Linked DNA regions of Capra hircus: region 2 is linked to region 1. Evidence: chromatin contacts called from public Hi-C data. All regions are on one chromosome and are shown on one strand. Each heading gives the region's core, a stretch centred on a gene start, on an enhancer-like site or on the middle of the called end of the contact. The rest is flanking DNA. Distances are from core to core; before and after follow the strand shown. Region 1 has its middle 24 kb from the start of SEPT9. Region 2 has its middle 52 kb from the start of SEC14L1.

Evidence for each region. A called contact is a pair of places that touch in the nucleus more often than the background predicts.
Region 2: a Hi-C map of blood shows a contact between it and region 1, with 2.2 times the contacts expected there. The contact joins two enhancer-like sites. A contact is called at or near these places in 2 of 5 Hi-C or Micro-C datasets (both in blood).

The regions. Positions count from the first base shown.
Region 1 is chr19:53,906,265-53,913,398 of ARS1.2, reverse strand. No RefSeq gene overlaps it. Among named protein-coding and RNA genes, the nearest start is that of SEPT9, 24 kb to the right of the region's middle. Within about 2 kb of position 2,363, at least 2 of the 5 cell types and tissues checked have an H3K27ac peak or open chromatin away from gene starts, as enhancers often do.
Region 2 is chr19:54,015,564-54,022,777 of ARS1.2, reverse strand. No RefSeq gene overlaps it. Among named protein-coding and RNA genes, the nearest start is that of SEC14L1, 52 kb to the right of the region's middle. Within about 2 kb of position 5,722, at least 2 of the 5 cell types and tissues checked have an H3K27ac peak or open chromatin away from gene starts, as enhancers often do.

The sequences.
Region 1 (7,134 bases), core at 1,114-3,613:
CCAGCTATTTGGTCACCATACAGTTCTGAGTGTGTCTGTGAGGGTGTTTTTGTTTTTTTTTTTTAGATGAAATTAACATTTACTGGGTAGACTGAGGAAAGCAGATGGGCCCCATCCAATCAGCTCAAGGCCTGAATAGAACGAAAAGGTTGACCCTCCCATAAGTTAGAGAGGATTCCTCCTCCCCAGTGGCCTTGATCTGAGACACTGGCTATTTCTCTTTTGGAGTGGGCACCAGCTCTTCCTGAGTCTGCCATCTGCCTGCCTTCAGATAGGAGTCAGGCCGTCAGCTCGCCTGGGTCTCCAGCTCGCCCACTGCAGGTCCCAGGACTCGTCAGCCTCCATTATCACATGAGCCAGTTCCTAACGCCAAGCCTCTTTCTGTACAAATACATCCTATTATGTATATACATCCTGTGGAAACTTGATAGATTGCAGAAAGTTTGCTCCAGTCCTGGCATTGCAAAGCCTTTGACATTTACCACTTACAACAACAAAAAGCCTGATTTATCTGGAATCATCTCTCCTTGGGGTGTGTGTGTGTTTTGATTTGGGTTTTCCCCTCTATAGGTTTATCCTTCTTTATTTTACGTAGAATGAAATTCCAGGCTGTCAGAGCTGGGCAAAGAGCTTAGACTGATCTGAAAGTGAAAGCTGCTCAGTCATGTCCAACTCTTTGCGACCCCATGGCCTATACAGTCCATGGAGTTCTCCAGGCCAGAATACTGCAGTGGGTAGCCATTCCCTTCTCCAGGGGATCTTCCCAACCCAGGGATCGAACCCAGGTCTCCCACATTGCAGGCGGATTCTTTACCGGCTGAGCCACAAGCTCTTACAGCTTAAGAAGGTGCAGCTCAGAGAAGGGAAGGGGTGCTCCCTGAACAGCGGCCCTGAGTCCAGCCAGGAGCTCCCACAGCCCCGGTTCTCACCTGCTTGCTGTCACTGATGATAAAATGCTGTTGCTGATGATAAAATGGGAGGAAGCAGGTTATCTCCTCAGGTTGCTGTCAAGATACAGCCAGTAAGTGGTTATCAGAGCCGGTCTGCTAATGTAGGGGTGCAGGACAGCTGGGACGCTCCAAGGACTTGGGGACCCAGCCGGGGCCCAGGTCTGAGGAGACACCAGTACCTGCCGGGGAGGGTCCTCTGGGATGAGGACAAGCTGCCAAAGGCGAGATCAGAAGGCAGGGCACACAAAACAAGAAAGCTTTGCATCACCGTCTCCTCCCATTTCAAGGAGGAAATGAGAGCCACGGGGGTGGTTAGATGTCGCTGACTATCCCCCTGCTCGGCCGACCATGGAAATGGAGGACAGACAGCCTGCTGTGGAGGGAGGTGGCTGCTGGGGACAGCTGCTTCAGGGCCTTCCAGCACCTTCTCTCTGTCCACCCCTCACCCATCACCCGCTGTGCAGGGCTGAGCACAAGGCCCGGGGTGGGGGCACAGCTCCCGCACTCACAGTGGGTGTGTGTGTGCTTGGCCCACGGCTCTGTCCCCGCCGGGGCCAAGGACAGCACCTGCCTCAGGGCAGACACCCCAAAATATCTATGGAGTGAAATGGAGTTCTCCTCACTTCTGGCCTCACGTGTGTGCTAAGCCATCACAGTCGTGTCCGATCCTGAGACCCCATGGAGGCCTGGCAGGCTCCTCAGTCCACGGGGATTCTCCAGGCAAGAATTGCTGGAGTGGGTGCCCATGCCCTCCTCCAGGGGATCTCCCCCACTCAGGGACTGAACCTGCATCTCTTACGTTTTCTGCATTGCCGGGCGGGTTCTTTACCACCAGTGCCACCGGGGAAGCTCCAGGTGGAGGCTGTCTTTCTCCATCAGACAACGTGAGCGAGGATGTTTCATGGCTGGAGGCATAAAAGTGCATGAGAGGCAGTCTGGACTCACTATACACTCAGCACTGAGACAGTCAGCCCCCCGTAGGCACAGGTTTCACGTCCACAGATTCAACTGACCGTGGCTGGTTCGAGCCGCAGGTGGGCGAATCTGAGGACTTGAAACCCGTGGCTGTGGAGCCCAGGTGTCCCCTGGATGCCCTGGATCAGGGCTCCACAGGGGCGCCTGGACCCGCTACCCCACCCCGGAAATCGAGGGACACTGCTCATGTTTCCTTCTGAGTTTAGGAGAAATTAAAATATGTTCTTGGCCCCCAGAAGAATCCTGAGCCGGCCTTCAGGGCCTGGTGGGGAAGGTGGCCCTGGCCCAGCTGTGGGGTGGCCCCGAGGGCAAGGTGAGGCACCTGCTCACTTTCCTGAAATCCTGGGTCGGGAGCCGCCCACTGACAGGTATGCCTTGAGCCCTGCCCGGCAGCTCTGTCCCTGCCAGCGCTTCTCGGACAGGATGTCACCACCCTTGCACCCCCTCGGGCACTGGCGTGTGTAGGCATGCTAATGTGTGCATGTGTGTGAGTGCTGGGTCTGTGTTGACACTGCGGAGGTGTCTGGGGGATCCATGCAGTATAAACAGTGTGGGAGAAGCCTGGAGGAGGGGCAGGGTCCCTGGTGGCCAGTGGGCAGGGGTAGGGGTGATGCTTAGCTCTCTGGGACCTGGTCACCTGGTTTCAGAACCGCTCTCTGCTGACCCACGGATAGACGAGCAAGCGGGAGATCCTTTGTGTTCAGAAGCGAAATAGAGAAAGTCTGAGTTCTGCTCAGCAAACCGAATGAGGACGGGCATCAGGTGTGGCCGGGCACCTCCCTCACCTGTGCCTGGATTCTGCCGCCGCAGGACTTGGCTGCTGGGGACAGGGACCTGGTACCGAGGAGACGAGCTGCCCCTGGACAAACTCAAAGGGTGATGGCCCATGTCCAGGATGGACTGCATCCCTGAGTCACCATGGGAAGTGGCCTCTGCCTGCCTCTCACTGGACTACAGTGAGAGTAAGTCCCCACTGAACGTGACGTCAGGGTTTATCCGTCACTACTGCAGAAAGGGGCTTGTCCTGACAGATACAGGGAGGAGGTCAGAGGCGGGGGCGGGGGGATCAGCTAGGTCCCCAAAGGCCTTATGGGTCCTGCGAGGCCACCAGCTTTTTGGTTTAAGCTCTGAATGAGATGGGGCAACTGTTAGTCTTTATGAGGTCAACTCTATTTTCTTTTCCTTAACAGTTTCTGGGTTTTACATTTTGCTTAGAAAGGATTTCCCCATGCTAAGTTTTCCTATATTTTGGGGGCATTCCCTGGTGGCCTAGTGATTAGGATTTCAAGTTTTCACTGGAGTTGCCCGAGTTCACTCCCTGGTTGGGGAACTGAGATCCTGCAAGCCACACACAACACGACAAAAACAACAAAAATTTCGCTGCATTCTTAAGTTGCTTTCATGGCTTTACTTTTTTTTTTAATACTTTAATCTCTGATGCATCAGATGTTGGTTTTTTTAAATTAAATTATTTTTGTTTATCTTGATGCTGAAGCTGAAGCTCCAATAAACTGGCCACTTGACACGAAGAGCCAACTCACCGGAAAAGACCCTGATGCTGGGAAAGGTTGAGGGCAGGAGAAGGGGTGCGACGGAGGATGAGATGGTTGGATGGCATCACTGACTCGATGGACATGAGCCTAAGCAAGCTCCGGGAGACAGTGAGGGACTGGGAAGCCTGGCGTGCTGCAGTCAGTCCGTGGAGTCGCAAACAGCTGGACACAACTGAGCGACTGAACAGCAATTTTTGTTTGCGCTGGGTCTTCATTGCTGCAACCAGGCTGCAGAGAGCGGGGCCTACTCTCAAGCTGCAGTGAACAGGCTTCTCACTGTGGTGGCTTCTTGTTGCAGAGTGCAGGCTGTAGGCTCACGGGCTCAGGAGCGTGCCAGCTCAGTAGCTGAGAGCTGCTGGCCCTAGGGCATGTGGATTCAGTAGCTGTGGCTCGAGGGCTCTGGAGCTCAGGCTCAGCAGTGTGGTGCATGGGCTCAGTTGCTCTGCGGCCTGTCCAATCTTCCCCGACCAGGGATCGAACCCATGTCCGCTGCTTTGGCATGGGGATTCTTATCCACCGAGCCACCAGGAAAGTCCCGATGTTGGTTTTTGTGTAGTGACTTTTGATTCATCTTCTCTCTCTAGATTTAGCAGCTGCAGAACCAAGCTCACTTCCAGCTTTTTGGAACCCTTATGAGAAATCCTTTAGGGACTGGTGCCGAGTGATGGGTGGGAAGGATGTGGAGAGAGAGGTGGACAGTAGCAGGTCTTCACAGAGGGCCAGGGTCAGCTGAGCAGCCGCTGATAGACAATCAGACAACAGCCAGGGTTGAAAAATCACAGCTCTGGGACTTTGCTGGTGGTCCAGGGGCTAAAACTATGTCCCTAAGGCAGGGCGTCCAGGGATTGATCCCTGGTCGGGGAACTAGGTCCTGCATGCCGCAACTGAAGATCTGGCATGCCACAGTGAAGATCAAGGTGCCCACTTGCTGCGACCAAGACCTGGTGCAGCCAAATAAATAAATAAATAGTTTACAAAGAAAGAAAAAAAGGGAAAATGGATGCCCTGATTCCAGGGGCTCCAGTGTTGACCCTGGACACGATCCATACCCAGCAGACACGGTCAAGAGCGCCCTCGTGTGGACACAAAGCAGGCAGCATTCCCAAGTCAGCGCTGAGTCCAAAAAACGCGGGACTTTAACCCGCGTTAAAATAACCAACCAGCTGTGGTCAGAGAACAAGTGATTTCTTTCATTGCCTCATTTTAAAACACTTCAGTGTGCGTCCTAGGAAGCTGTTTTGCCGGGGTCCAGCCCCGGTGGATCCAGGGAATTCGAAGGGTGGACAGCGTTGGCGTGGAAAGACTTGTTTATCTATTAATGTAAGATTAGACTAAGAAACTATAGTGTAGTAGGAAGATTAAGTGGAGGAAGAGGGCTGACTAGCTTGGTTTACGCGGAGACCAATAAAATTCCAGACAAGGAATTTGCACCATCTACGTTGGGCCACCGGCGCCCGCTTGAATATCTAAGGGTGCCTCGCCTTAAGCTCCCTTTCGCGCGGGTCTTAACAGCCAGGGCAAGTAAGTAGACCTGGCGAGCCTCCGCGCCCCAGGTGGAGAGTCAGCCTGAAGTTAAAGTAAAGAGCAGAGAGAGGGAAAGGGAGAGAAGAAGAAAGAGAGAGAAAGACACGGGGGGAGCCAGATTCCCAAGAAACCAGGCCGAGAGACTAGTTCGAGAAACTGGTCCGAGAAGCTGGTCCCATCCTTTATTGTTCAGAAGGCCTTTTATACTTTTGATAAAATATGGAGATCAATGGGTAACACAAAATTATGTAGCGTTCGCAGCCCAGACTCTTTCTATACATCATTTTGTATACAAAAGGTCTCAGGTGATTTACATTATCTTCTGGCCAAGAGGCTTGTTAACACTTTTTGGCTCTTCCTTAATGAATGTTAATTTTGTTTCCCCTGAAGTGTTTTTCTTTAATCTACATCTCCTTAAAGCGCTAAAGTTACATCTCTATAGAACAAAGGTGCAGTGGGTTATAACAAAGAAGGTACTTAACTCAAAGATCTAATGTTGCTAATACCAGGTCTACTGCTTGTTTTCCTATATACCAACTATGTCTAAAAATAAAGGATATGAAAATTCAGCAGCAAGCATTGACTCAACAAATGAAACTTTTAATCAGTCCTATTCTAAAGATTTTGACTCCTAGGAAGCTCCTACATTCCTAGGATGTTTTAAGCTTCCTGTGCCTCCTGGTCAGGAGGCCTCAAACAATCACATGCGCAGCCATACGAGTCCTGCAGGCAGGCTAGAAAGCCATCAGAGGGGTTTTTGGATTGAAACACTCTTTCAAATGCAGAAGACTAAAGCCCTGAATTGACTTTTTCCAGAAAATGTCAGAAGAGTGGAAAAGCAGAGCACAAAAGCCAGCAGATTTTTGTTGGGGTACATGCTTAGGAATTTCCAGAGGGGTCCCTGAAGTCTGAGCACGCCTTGCGTATGTCAGCTTCCTTCCTCATGACCTTGTCACGGGTGGGATTCCTCACACTGGCTCCCGGCACTGTTTAGTTTAGAAATCACAGGAGGAAGCTGAAGAGAAAACACAAACTAGAGACAAGTGGGGAAAGCTTTGCCTGGCTCTTCCCTGGAATCCGGCTCAGCTTTGCTGGGGGTCAGTTGCTAGGGGTCAGTTTGGGGTTTCTGGAGTGGGTGGCCATCTCCTGGGCAGAGTCGCCTTCCAGGACAGATCTGAAAGGGGAACACAGATTTTTGTAAATGAAGATGAATGTTGGTTCCACTGCCTCTGGAAATAGGCAGAGAATATCTATCAGGTTAAAGGGACGCCTGCCTGTCTCTGAAGCTTCGAGGAGATGAACAAATGAAGGCGGGTGGAGCAGAGAGGGCGGGTCTGGGTCTCAGTCACCCCACACTCTGCGGAGCCCTGAGATGACGTTTTGACCCCGAGTTCCCAGGGTTCGCAGTCACAAGTTCCAGGCTTGGCCGCTGCCTCCTCACACCTCCGCTGTTCCCAGAGCCAAAGGGAGCCCATTGGAATGTCATTGTGTTCCCTGGACAGCTTCAAGGACGGGGGAAGAACCAGGCAGCAGGCCTTCTCCACCTCCCCACTTGAGTCCTGCTCGGCCAGGGCTGGCCTCGGTCCTCTCCTGTCATCTGGACAACCCGCATCAACTTTGGCTCCACTGACATCATGAAAGTGAACGTCTTAGTCACTCAGTCGTGTCTGACTCTTTGCGACCCTATGGACATAACCCGCCAGCCTCCTCTGTCCTTGGGATTCTCCAGGTAAGAATATTGGATCAAGTAGCCATTCCCTTCTCTAGAGGATCTTCCCGACCCAAGGATCGAACCTGGGTCTCCTGCATTGCAGGCAGATCTTTGCCATCTGAGCCACGAGGTGGAGTTTAGGGCGGGTTCATTCTTTGTGGTGGGGGCTGTCTAATGCACTATATGGTGTTTGGCAGCATCTTTGGCCCCTACCCTCCAGGTACCAATAGCAACCCTCAACTGTAACCACCAGGGATGTCTCAGACTTTGCCCACTATCCCCTATGGGGGCAAAACCGTCCTCAGTTGAGACTCACTGTTCTAATCCAACACTCTCATGACTGGGAGGAAGAGAGTGAGGTCCAGAGAGGTAAAGACATTTGCCCAAAGTAACACAGTGAGTCCATAAAAGCGGAGCTGGA
Region 2 (7,214 bases), core at 4,473-6,972, 110 kb before region 1:
GCCAAATGACAGACCAATAAATCGAGAGACGAGTTGTTGGGGCAAAGAATAGTGACTTTATTCAGGAAGCTGGCAGACCAAGAAGATAGTGTCCTTGCATCACAAAGAACCATCTTGAGTCAGAATTCAGGCTTCTTCTATACTGAAAGGGGAGAGAGTGAAGTCAAACATTTCCAGGCAGCCTCTGGAGGGCAGGTGTGCATTTCTTCCTCCCTGCAGTCACTGACAGGTGGGCCTGGTTGGAATGTTGCCTATGAGCTAAACTAAGGTGCGTGCATGTGTGCTAAGCTGCTTCAATCGTGTCTGCCTCTTTGCAACCCCATGCATTGTAGCCCGCCAGGCTCCTCTGTCCATGGCATTCTCTAAGCAAGAATCCTGGAGTGGGTTGCCATGCCCTCCTCCAGGGGATCTTCCCAACCCAGGGATTGAACCCACATCTCTTCTGTCTCCTGCACTGGCAGGAGGGTTCTTTACCACCAGCATTGCCTGGGAAGCCCCTAAACAAAGGTTATTTACTTTAGAGCTCATTACCTAGGAGGCAGGGTTCCCAAAGATGGGCCATTATTTGTAATTTAAGGCATAACGGCAACATCCCTTTAGTGATGAACTCAGAATACAAAGATTCTCTCCTATTACAATGTTTCCATCATTCTCTATCCAGAAGGGCTCTTCTGCACCACCGGGTACCACCCAGGACATCACCGTGAAGTCACCAGAAGAGACAGCCACTGTAAATAACGTCAAAATGGCTGCTAAAGACTCTTGGGAAGCCTCTGCAAGTGCTCATAGGAGCAGCATATCCTTCAGGACTACCACTGTTGATAACCGAATGCATGCTGACAGGAAGCAGAATATTTTTGAAGACTGTCATTTCAATTACCCAGCAGGCATTTGCAGTGCAAGCTTCTTTCAGAGTCAGAATATAAATAAGTCATGTGTGTCTGCAAGCCCTTACAAATGAGAAGAAGGAGATGGGAGAATAAAACTTTACGATTACCCCTCTGCCAGGTTTAGGGTTTTTTTTTTTTTTTTTTCCACCAAAGCAGGAAGCAGCAGACCCACTCCAGAGCCTCCTGGTGGTGAAATCTGGGGCCTCGCGGGAGCCAGGATCCATTAAGTGTTTGTTGTGCTGGTGACAAGGCTGGAAGCAGCGTGGGAGAGGATGATGAATAGATGCCCTGGCATCACAGCAACCTCAGTGAGCCTCCCGCGGCCCAAAGTTGATTCTCCATATCATAATGGAATCAGACACTTGCCAAGAAATCGACAGGAGGGAGAAGGAGTTTATAAAACATGCGCAGGCTACTCGTCCTGTGGCTGCTGTTCTGAAAGAAAGACGGGAGACCAAACATGGTGAAGAATTCGGGGACACCGACCTGTTGTAACACATGGTGAGATGGGGTAGGTTTTCTTTTCAAGCTCCGCAGAGAATCAAAGAAGCTGAGAAACAGTGGACGTAGAGGATCTCTGACTAACTAGATCAGAAATACGGTATTTGATGAGACGTCTTCTCAGTTCAAATCCCTACAGTCATTGTCCTGAATGGTGCTCCAGACCAAAATCAAGTATTTCTGGGCAAGTATCTTTACCTACCTATGTAGGGGAATAAAAACTATTTATCAAGAATGCATTTGTACCAGGCACAAACTGTTTTACAAACCGGATTCCATTTAACCCTACCTTCAAGGTGGGCCTAACTCGACCCCTAGCACACATGGAGAGACTGAACCTGAAACAAAAGTTCAGTGACTTGCCTGAGACAGCCCATGCATCTTAATTTTTGATGCATTTCAAAGTAAATTGCTGTCATCTATACACTTCTCCTGAAGAACTCAGCATACATATCATTAGCTAGAGCTATTTCTTTATATTTTTTTACTTTTGAGATAAAATTTACACACAATGAAATGCCCAGATCTGAAGTGCACACTCACTGTGTCTTGACAAATTTGTACACTGTTTAACCAAACCTCTATCACTATATGGAGTGATTACACCCATATAGTGGTATTAGCTCCCCGCAGAAAGTTCCTTTCTGTCTCAATAAATTTCCACTCCCAACTCCTGGAGGCAAATGAGATGTGATAATGTGCAGATGATGGATAGTATCAGACCCACTGGTCTCAGCAGATGCTCCGTCATCTGGAAGCATCTGAACTCAAGAGAGCAGGAGGCTGGCTCATCAGAGGTTCACGGAAGCTACCTGATAAGGAGTAACCTCCTGCAGCGCAGCTGAGCTGTCTCCCAGGATTTGGTAGGTGCATCAGACTGATGGCAGATACGTGGTGCTGTGTCCACAAGTACTAGAACACACTGGCACCGCCCAGAGCTGTGGAAACAGGAGCAAGAGTCACTGGGGCCGTCTGGGAGCTGGCTGTCACACCCGAATGCAACAAGCAACTCCTTGGTACTTCATAACAACCCAGAAGTACCAGGAACTCAATGTCAAGAAGTCAACTTGGACCCATGGGGGACACGAGCCAGTGAAATAGTGCTTCCTGTTTGTTCTTCCGGGCAGACAGTTCTGAGACGCATTTCATAAGGCTCCTGAGAAGGTCCTGGTCAAACCAGACACCAGCCACCACCAGCAGTGGTAAAACTGATGATGCGTCTTGAACTGGGTTTCCCTCCTCTCCTGTTCTCCACATCCCTCACTCTTGCCCACTGGGATTACTTCCCAAATAAGTATTACTTCCCAAATAAGCTTGGGAAGATTACTTCTCAAGCCTCTGCCTCGGGCTCTGGTGTGAGTGCATGTGCGTGTGTGTTGTGTAGAGTGAGGAGCAGAGCTAAGACAACTCTGTAGTATTTGCTGTTGCCTGTTTCTTTATTAAGGCACAATGTTATGCGCTAAAACCCACAGATGTTAAGTGTCCAGTTTGGTGAGTTTTGACAAATACATATACATCCACGTAACTGACACCCCCCAATCACCGTAGTCTTGCCAGCGCCCGAGAAAATCCCCTTGTACTCTTTTTCAGTCCAGCCCCAGCCCCACCCAACCACTATTCACATATCTATTGCTGTAGATTCGTCTTGTCTGTTTTGAACTTTATATAGACAGACTAAATAGGCCATATGGTCATTGTGATGGTGGATGGAGAAGAACAGAAAATTCTTTGTTGCTCTCTGACAAGAGGTCGGGTCTATTCCCCTTTCTCTTAAATCTGGCTGACCCCGTGACTTGTACTGACGATCGGATGCTGCAGAAGTGGTGCTGTGATCTCCACGGCTGTGATTTATGGAGTGTGCAGCTCCGCCGTTCTCAAACCTGGATGCCCGCTCTGGCGGGTGGAGCTGGCAGAAGTGCTGGCAGCAGCTGGAGAAGGGCCATGGAAGTCTGAAGCAGCGTGTAGGTGTCCAGTAGGACATCAAGACACAGGAGATGCAGCTAACATGGTACTTAAAGGGCGCCGGAAATCTCTAAAAATAAGGAAGGTGAAAAATATGAGTCAAGCAGGCAATTCAAGGAGCCAGGGGGAAAAGACAGCAGAGTAAAGCTTAAGAAAATGAGATAAATAACAAAGGCAAATGCAAAAACTCATGAAATAGAAAACAGAGAGCATCAATAAAACACGTTTTTCCTTTGAAAAACTTTAGCCAAGAAAAAAGGTAAAAAACCGTATCAAGAATGGAAAAGGGGATTTAACTCCATGTGGGAGACATTTCAAAGTTATTTATAACTACTATGGGGACTTCCCTGGTGGTCCAGAGGTTACAACTCCACTCTTCCAACGTAGGGAGCACAGGTTCAAGCCCTGGTTGAGGAACAAGGATCCCACATTGCTGCAGGCTGTGGCCAAAAGGGGTAAAGAATCTGCTTGCTGATGCAGGAGACATAGGTTCAATTCCTGGGTTGGGAAGATTCCCTGGAGAAGGAAATGGCAACCCACTCCAGTATTCTTGCCTGGGAAATCCCGTGGACAGAGCAGCCTTGCGGGCTATAGACCATGGGGTTGCAAAAGAGCTGAAAGCAACTTAGTGACTAACAACTATAAACAGTGTCCTGTGGCTACATCTTAGCTGAGCTGGGGAGACGGGGAGGTGTAGCCAGCACCAGGTGGTGGACACAGCAGGAGGGCCCAGAGAGGCCAAGGGGGCAGGAAGGCGCACCCCACTCCCCCGAGAGGGGCTAAATTATAATTCTCAAAAGTTGAACACAGCACTTTCACACATAAAATGGACATATGTAAGTCATGTTTCCAGCTCATTAATTAATGAGGGAGCTGATAAGATGTTAAGACCAGCTGAAAGGAAAATCTGAAAATCAGCCATGTAGACAGGCAATCTGGAACGCTAGACCAAACTTGCTAACAGATGCAGAACTGGTCGATGGGGCAATAAAAGGTAATGTTTGAGATCGTCTCTTCCAGATGACAGAAGCCAATTCTATCTGTGTGGGACGAGATCCATTTGCATCGTTGTGGACAGGAACTGTTTCCATATTCTACAGCCCAATTTCTCCCCCATCTGAGCTGCAGAACAGCCTCTTCAAAAGAAAGACAAAAGTCCGGGCAACCCCTGGGGATGGGCCGCACCTGGCCCGCCCAGTGTCTCCTGGCCCATTTGCGAGTCTTGGGCAGTTTCTCTAGACAGAGGATTGTCTTGGTCTGTTCAAACCTGCAGGGCACAGAGCGCCTCGATCCAGGGTGTTAGAATGACCTGTGCAATGTTGAAAGAGCCGGATCCCAGGCCACACCCCGGACCCTTCAAAAATCTGTCTCTCTTGTTGGTGGTGCCTGCTGGCAGAATATTTATTTTTTTTATTGTTTACTTATTGGACTGCACCAGGTCTTGGTTGCAGCATGCAGAATCTAATTCCTTAACCAGGGGTAGAAACCAGGGCCCCGGCTTTGGGAGCATGGAGTCTTAACCACTGGACCACCAGGGAAGTCCAGAGAAGTCTCTTATTTTTTAAAATATTTTATTTATTTACATCAGGCCCCTTGTGTGGCACACGGGAATCTTAGTTCCCTGGCCAGGGATCAAACCTGGGTCCCCTCCCCTGGAGTCTTAACCACTGGACCACCAGGGAAGTCTGCATCGGGATGTTTAAATCTCCAGGTGATTCAGACCGTTCAGAGGACATCCAAGCAGGAGCTACAGGCTAGCAGCCCACCCTCCACTCCCACCCCCTCCTCACCCCCTCCCAGCCTCATCCTCTGCCCTAGCCTGCCCATCCCTCCGCTCCTCTCCCCAGGCCTGGCATCCCTTGTTCCTCGGGGGCCAGTCACCCCTATCGCCACGCAGAGGGTGCCGAGGACACCTCCCCTTCCAAAGCCCCCTCCCCCAGAGGTTAGTCCCAGGAGAAGTCCTCTTGAAAGCGTTTTGCTCCTGTACACAGAAGCAACCACAGCTTGAGAGCAGCAAATGAGCAGAAATCTATCATCCTTAGGAAATTGGTTCCGGCCACCCTGCAGAGTCACAGCAATCAGAGGGGCCCTTCAAGCGCCCGGCGAAATGAATAGGTTTAATAGTGATGCACCAACTGTCCCCGGGACACTTGTAAGCACCTGGGCTGTGGGGCTGCCCCTGCCTCTCTGGCAAGGGCTTAGATCGGGCACTTGGGGGCCTCGGTCCCCAGTGGCTCCTTTCACAAAAACCAGGATGGAGCTGATCTCCTTTCAGACTCCAGATATATTTTCAGCCAGGCTCACGCCCCGTCCTGGAAGCAAACTGGAGAGGCTGACTGGGAGGGCAGGGCTGGCCTTGACTGGAACTGGCCAGCTTTCCTGGCAGCCAGAACCCTGAGCAAGCTGACCAGACAGAGGGTGGAAGGCGGGAGCAATGGCTGGTTGGGAGTCCTGCCCCTGGAATGACCCTGAAGACATCCCAGATCCCTGCAGACCGTGATGGCAGTCAGGCAGTTGAGGACACCCACTAGCATTTGTTCGGTGACCTCGGGCAAAAGAGCAGCACAGTAATACCCTGAGGGGCCACTGAAGATCAGATGGCCCCAAAGACAGGAAAGCCAGCCTCCACAGTGTGAGCTCACTCCCTCCTTCCCTCCCTGGACACCTGAGAATCAGGGCAAAGGCTTGACTCGCCTGCGGGTCTCAGACGTGCCCCTTCCGTGGTGGCAGCCACACGTGACCACTGGGACTCAGGGTGGGGCTGGGGCAAACCCAGAGGAGCCACGAGTGTAAAATACACACTGGGTTCTGAAGATCCAGTTTTTTATAAAAGTAAAATGTCTCACTAATAATTTTTGTACGACTGCACGTTGAAACTATTTGTGGCGCGTGCGTGTGCGTGTGTGCTAAGTAGCTTAAGTTGTGTCCAACTCTTTGCAACCCCATGGACAAAGGAGACACCAGATTCCTCTGTCCACAGCACTTCCCAGGCAACACCGGCGTGGGGTGCCTTGCCCTCCTCCAGGGGATCTTTCTGACACAGGGATTGAACCCAAGCCTCCTATGTCTCCTGTATTGGCAGGCGGGTTCTTTACCACTAGCGCCAACTGGGAAGCCATTGTTGGCATACTGAGTTAAATAAATTATTACAAGTAATTTCACGTTTCACTTTTTCAACATGGCTATCACCAGTCTAAAATGTTTTGTGTGGCTTGCGTTACCTCCAATACTGCCAAGAGTCCTCAGGGCCACCACGGGACTCTGTTCCGGCCCCAGCTCCTCAGTGTGCCAGCTGCCACGGCTGCAGAGCCCCAGGCTGACTCCTTGAAGCCCATACTACACAGTGGACCACAAGGCACCTGTAACGCAGCACACCTGGGCGCCTCTGCCCCACCTCGGCCCCCATCATCCCCGAGGCCACCTTCTCTGCACGTGTGAGCAATTCTTCAGAACTGCAGGCCACACCCTGCCCCATCTTTGCTTGGGGAGACTTTGTGAACGGCCCTGGGGACTGAAAGGCCTGTTTTCCAAGAGGTTTCCACTCCTGAGGACTCAAACTTCCCAGCCGTTGCTCTGTACATCCTGTTTCGCTGGTGGTACCATCCCAGCCCCATGCCCACTTCCTCTCACAGGGCTGTGCAGAGGCTTTTGCCTTGGGTAGAGTTGCTAGATAAAACACAGAACGCCTGGTGAGATCTGAATTCCAAACCAACAACAGAATTTTTTAGTCTTAGTATGAGGTGAGGTGAAGTTGCTCAGTCATGTCCGACTCTTTGCGACCCCATGGACTGTAGCCTACCAGGCTCCTCTGTCCATGGGATTTTCCAAGCAAGAGTACTGGAGTGGGTTGCCATTTCCTTC